Linked DNA regions of Urocitellus parryii: region 1 is linked to region 2. Evidence: chromatin contacts called from public Hi-C data. All regions are on one chromosome and are shown on one strand. Each heading gives the region's core, a stretch centred on a gene start, on an enhancer-like site or on the middle of the called end of the contact. The rest is flanking DNA. Distances are from core to core; before and after follow the strand shown.

The links. A called contact is a pair of places that touch in the nucleus more often than the background predicts.
Region 1: a contact with region 2 is called in a Hi-C map of muscle, with 4 times the contacts expected there. The contact joins the promoter of Rnf150 here to the promoter of Scoc in region 2. A contact is called at or near these places in 2 of 2 Hi-C or Micro-C datasets (liver and muscle).

Annotation. Positions count from the first base shown.
Region 1 is chr10:17,096,477-17,099,646 of mUroPar1.hap1, reverse strand. It overlaps Rnf150 (ring finger protein 150), which reads left to right and starts at 1,450. Exons shown (of 7, transcript XM_026386172.2): 1 at 1,450-2,927. The coding sequence starts at 2,438.
Region 2 is chr10:16,496,806-16,500,140 of mUroPar1.hap1, reverse strand. Scoc (short coiled-coil protein) reads right to left here and starts at 1,926. Exons shown (of 5, transcript XM_077803332.1): 1 at 1,858-1,926.

The DNA.
Region 1 (3,170 bases), core at 201-2,700, 600 kb before region 2:
ATTTTATTTATTTATATGTGGTCCTGAGAATCAAACCTAGTGCCTCACACATGCCAGGCAAGTGCTCTACCACTGAGCCACAACACAACCTGACCCATATATTTTTTTTAAAAAAAGTAATTCCATGCTCATTTTTAATCCAATCCCATATCTCAGAGTTCCTTATAATGTTTTTTTTTTAATATTTACAAATTCCTTCTCCAACAGTAAGAAGCTGGCTCCCATTTTCCTTATGAGAGTTCTTATGCTGCAGCCTTCCTGACTGCCTGTCTTCAGTCCCTAACTTCTCTAAGGGAAAGGGCACAGAAGGAGAGTCATACATTCTTCATGACACAGATTCTCCAAGCTTTGTGGCTAGAGGAAAACTGCTAAAAGATAGGTCTGGGGAATCACCGTGGTTTGCATTTTTGCAGAATCTACCTGGGGGTTTGGAGCCAATGTACTCCTCCCTCAGATCTCTGGTGGTTCAGAAACCAGCAGCCAGGCATCTCCACTTTGCCTCCTTGGGCATTAGGCACTATAAAAAGCACTGTCCCAATTGCCTAGAAGCCTATTTTCTAAAAGGAATAAGCTAGGAACACATACAAATCCAGCACATCAAATACCAGAGAGACAGATTCTTCTAAGTAGTTCTTGTGCCTGCTTCTAATTTGGGTATAGCTGGGGCTCTCTGCTCTCCCCTAACAGCCACCAGCTGTTGGTACTGCTGCCCAAAAAAAGAGAAGTTTTGCTGGTGGACATTCATTAACAGAGAGCTGTACGTGTATTCAGGTCCTGGGGAAATGGTGGACTTTTTGCTTTTTGATATGAATTGGATCCTGGTTCTATGAGTGATAGCGGGGAAATACCTGTGAGTGATTGAGAACCACCACACAAATATTTTTCAACACTTTATATTTTCGGTTTCTCAAACCAAGGAAACCATAGGTGAGAAAGGATAACAACCAAGCACTTAATTGGTAAGTAATTATGCTGTGCCACAGTTTTAAGATTACTCTAGGGAAACCGTATTCTCTGCTGAGTAGTTGTAATCTACATGCTCAACTGGAGAGCACTTGCTAAACAGTAACCCAAACAAATCTCCCTTGCTTATTGATGTTGTGAGTGCTCTGATGCCAGTCATGACAACCAAAATAAATACAGAGAGAAATGGCTCATCCAGTCTCTTTTCCTCCACAGAGTTAGACAATGTCCATTTTATAAGGAGGGAAAAATGTCACGTGTTTGTTTCCAGATGGGAGAAAAGAAGCCTGCCTATTCCTATACCCACCCCAACATAGTGGTCCCTAGACCAGCAGCATTAGATCATCTGGGAACTCCTTAGAAATGTGTGTTCTGGGGCCCAACCCAGGCCTACTAGACCAGAAACTTCACAAGGCCCATTAGTCTGTTTTAAAACTAAAGTTTAATAGACAATGTTCTAGATATTTCAGGAGCAGTGTTAAAAGACCTTAGACTAACAAGATTTAGACTTTGGTCCCGGGTCGGGTACTTAGGGAGCTCACCGTAGTTCTTCCAGCAAATGAAAAGGTTGTTTACAAGAGGCACATTTTGCTATATTTAAGGCGTAGGAAGTTGTTTCTGTACTTATAGGTCAAGGGGTCGCTTCCCCTTTTGCCCCCACCGGGATCATGTCGCAAACTGATGGTGAATGTGAGACCCGGCAGGGGTCGCTGCTGTCCATGGAGAGAGACTGAGGGAGCGTGGCAAGTGAAGCCCAGAAGCTTTGACATCACACTAAGCTCCTCCTTGCACGCACACATTATACACACACACAAACATATACAGACACTCATACACACACACACACGGACCGCGTAACTCCACTCTTCCCACTCGCTCCCATTCTCCCTGAGCCGACCCCTCCCGCGGCAAGTGTGTGTCTCGGCACAGCCATCAGCCAGGCCAGGAGCGCACGCCAGCTGCCCCAGCGAACCGGCGCGCAGTGGGGGCGGCCGCCAGGGCTGCGGCCGGACCCGCTCACCCCGGCGCTCGGCTGCGGCGGCTGGGACACTCCGCCTGCGAGCGGCCGCGCCCGCCCCCGCCGGGGCCGGAGCGGGCAGAGCTGCCACCCCGCACGCTCCTGGGCCCCCTGCCACCCCATGAGAGAAGAAGCCGGCCGAAGGAGCAGGACGCTTGGCAGCTGGACTCCTCCGCAAGCCGAAGCGCCCCCTCCTTTCTCACCCCCAGCGCTCCTGAGAAGCAAGATGCAACCGCCGCGCTTCGGCTAAGAGGCGAAGGGGCCGGCGCCACCCGCTCGCCCGGAATCTGGTCCCCGAGGCGGCTGCGCGTCCCAGCCGCGGCCCCACGGGCCCGGGAGTGAGCAGTAGCAGCAGCAGCTGGAGAAGCGGCCGGCCCGGGGTTGGCCCGGGCTGGGGAGGAGGGACGGGGCGGGAGGAGGGCGCGGGGGGCGGGGAGGGGGCCCCGGCGGATAAAGATGGCAATGTCTCTCATCCAAGCGTGCCGCAGTCTGGCTCTCTCAACATGGCTGCTTTCCTTTTGTTTCGTGCATCTGCTCTGCCTGGACTTCACCGTGGCCGAGAAGGAGGAATGGTACACCGCCTTCGTGAACATCACCTACGCCGAGCCCGCGCCGGACCCCGGGGCCGGGGCTGCGGGCGGCGGTGGCGCCGGCGCCGAGCTGCACACGGAGAAGACCGAGTGCGGGCGCTACGGGGAGCACTCGCCCAAGCAGGACGCCCGCGGGGAGGTGGTCATGGCCAGCTCGGCCCACGATCGCCTGGCTTGCGACCCCAACACCAAGTTCGCCGCGCCGACCCACGGCAAGAACTGGATAGCCCTCATCCCCAAGGGCAACTGCACGTACAGGGATAAGATCCGGAACGCGTTCCTGCAGAACGCCTCCGCTGTGGTTATCTTCAACGCGGGCTCCAACACCAACGAGACCATCACCATGCCCCACGCAGGTAAGCTGCCCCGGACGGTGCTGGGCGGGTGCGGGGGAGGGGAGACCCAGAGGACGGAGGCGCCGAGAAAGATCCAGTGCCTGCAGCCCAGATCCTTTCTGGAAAGTCCGTGCTGCGCGGAAGACGCGTCTCGGTTCCCCGGACCTATTAAGTTTTGCCCCGCGTCACTTTGGGGGCGGGGGATTACAAAGAGTAGAGGATGCACTATATTGGGCAAATATCAAAGAGCTTGACATAGCGCCG
Region 2 (3,335 bases), core at 677-3,176:
AAGATCTCATACTGTTTTATTACCTGTAAAATGGAAATAACAAATATAAATGCAACTCTTGGTTTGTTGTGAGAATTTGATGAGTTGATACATATAAAACATATACTTCGGTACATAGTAGGCACTCAATAATTATTAGTATTATCTTTATTTTTTAGCACTAGTTTGGGTCACAAAAAGAATTTTAGAAAAACCATCTGGTCCAGCTACCCCATTTTACAAATAAAGAAACCAAGGTCAAAGACAACAATGGCTTTCTGGAGATCACAACATTTATCCAGAGTCTAGACTACAGCCAATATTCCAGTCTGTCTTTTTCTACCATTCCACCTCAACTATGCTCACATTTCAGATTTGAAATTTTGAGAAAACCTAACATTCCATTCAACTTCAACCACTCAACTTTCTGCATATAAAATTGATTTTCATCATCTGTCACCTACTTACTAGTGAACTGCTTAGATTTCAGCAGAATCTTTGTGCACTAACATGCTAAACACTTTATATTATTTCATCAAATCTACAGAAGGAAATTGCAATCTACAGATGTGGTTACTAAATGTATCTACCTTATGTTTAACAATATCTTAAGTCATTTATTTATTTTTGTACTGGAGATTAAACTCAGGGGCATTCAACCACTGAGCCACATCCCCAGCCCTATTTTGTATTTTATTTAGAGACAGGGTCTCAATGAGTTGCTTATCGCGTCGCTTTTGCTGAGGCTGGCTTTGAACTCGCAATCCTCCTGCCTCAGCCTCCCAAGACGCTGGAATTACAGGCGCGTGCTACCATGCCCTGCTGACAATGTCTATATCAAAAATTTGAACTCAAATCTACCTATACAGTTCCCTTTCCCACTGTGCAATGGAAGAAAACTTTATTATAATCTTAATCTAAGGTTGCCAAACACTTTGCAACCAACTTCTTGGGAGTTTCCTACTAAGCGGCTGAAGGCAAATCTCATTCACTTCAAGCTGCATCAACTTCATCATGCTTTCTTCGGATCTGTTCAAGTTCTGCTAGTGACTGACTTTCTCAGGTTAGGTAATTCCAGTTTTAAATTCCACAAGATCAAGTAACTTTTCAGTGAGGACTGAATTAAGCTAGATTCCCCCGGGGAATAACAACAGCTAGCTATATTAAGCTTAATCAATAAGTAGTACTAAGATTTCTAGGTATAGTTTTGGGTCCACAGGTATGGGCAGATATGGTACTGGGAACACCCAGAATCCTTAATATTGTTACATCACAGCCCGAGATTGATACATTGTAAAACAGAAGTCTTGCCTTTCAGGAATGTATGTTCTTGCTCCTGTCCAAATCTTACTCTCCAAAACTTGTTCAGTAGACTCTGGAGAGAAGCCAAAGAAGAAACAAACCCAGGTGCTGCTTTCAGCTCCTGGAAAGACGTCCCATCTCTTATTTCACCGCTAACCAGCCTCCCTTCCCACCCTGGAGTCCTCTCCCATCATCCGGGTTCTCCTAGAGCAGCCATGGGCAAGTCTAGGCGTGTCGGGTCCTATCCCACCCAAACGGCCCTCCTACAGTTCCATTCCTGAGCGCAAAGCTGGACAAGGGCCCGAATCAAGAGTGCAGGGAGACAGCACAGGATGTCAGAGTCAGGGACCACCGGCGGCCCTGTCCCAAAGGAGCCTCTGGGCCTGATAATGAGAAAATGAGAAGAGGATGCGCAAGGGTTCTGCAGGGAGCCAGGCCTCCGCCGCCCACCGAAGCCAAGACCCGAGGCCGCGACCAGTCCAGTCCAGCCCGCCCCGCCCTCCAGACCATCGGCGGTACCGAGACCGACATCCTAATCCCTGGGCCCGGCCCTCGGCTGCCCAGGACCGCCCTCACCTTCCGTTTGAGGCGCTGGGAGGGGGTGGGATCAGGAGGATGTCTCAGGCCGGGACACCTGGACCAACTGACACCGGCAGCTCCGCCCTCTTCGCCGACAGAGCGTGCGCTGAAAAAGGAGCCCCGCCCCACCCAGCCCCGTCGCCCGCCAATCACGGATCAGGATTGCACGCTTGCGCATTAGCAGCCCGCCGTCCCAACCATCCTATCACAAAGTGCGGGAGCATAACAAAAGGAACTGACGCCCAATCAAGATTGAGCCCGTTGTGGGCGGGTCCTGGAAGAGCAACAGCCAATGGCAGTATAGGAACTTAGCTATTCCTGAGAAAGTAGGTCCCTGCCAAGCAGTTCTGATCTCAGCCGGACCCTAAACACTGGGGTCAGAAATCTAGGAGGATAATTTTGACTTCTGTGAGGAAGGAGGTTGGTCTAACCAAACGCTAGGCGAGAAGGAAGGCGTTCAAATTCAAGAAAAGAGTGTTTGGGGGCAGGATAGAAAAAGGAAACCAACGCGGTTCCTCGATTCTAAAAGCAGATTTTTCCTTTTTTTAGTTTCCAAAATCAGAAATCTCATAAAGTATACCGCTAATGGAATGTTTCCCTCCATACTCCTCCTTCCATTTATTAAAATCTATAGTGCTCCTGATCATTTAATGATTGAAGAAATACCTAGTAGTACTTTGGTATAGCCCCTTTGCTTGTCTTATCTCCTTTGATCCTCCCAGCAACCCACAGAAAAACTTGAAGCTTAAGAATAAAGACTTTTCTTGTTCAAGGTCATACGTGTGATACAAAATACTCTGTGCCAGACTTAGGAGGCTCGCGACACCTTTCTTGGTAATATCCATTGAGCACAGGGTAGACATCACGCGATACTAAGATACGTTCTTGTTTTGACTTCGTGTCAATCTCCTGAGCTGTAGGGGTGAGCCTTTTTGTCCGCCCTGTTCTTGGCTTTGTTCTTCTGGCAGAGCTTTTTGACACTTAGCATTAATCCTTTTAAGGACTACTGGGGGCGGGGGGTGGGGGGGGGTCTTCCATTTGGTGTTTGGAAACTGCACATTTGGCTGTTACTAAACTACAGTTTAAAAAAATTTACTAGAATGCATCGCAGCATGTAAATAAATGAATGGGGGAAAAAAATCCAACAAATCAAAGAAGTGCCAAGAGGAGTAAAAGAAAATGGAGGCAGTATTTAAACAATAATAGCTAAGAATTTCCCAAGATTTTGAAAAATCTGACTTCTCAGATTAAAGAAGACTTTTTCTTGAGGAAGATTAATATAAGGAATTCCATGTAGAGGTGAAACTATTGCAGAACCAACGAAAAGTATTAAAATTGCTTTTTTTTTTTTTTTGGCTAGAACATGTTGTTTTAAAAAAGTATCTTTCTTTCAGTTGTGGTAAAAATACATAGCAGAAAATTGACCATCTTAACCATTTTTTTTTTAATTCAATGGTATTAACTACTTTCACATT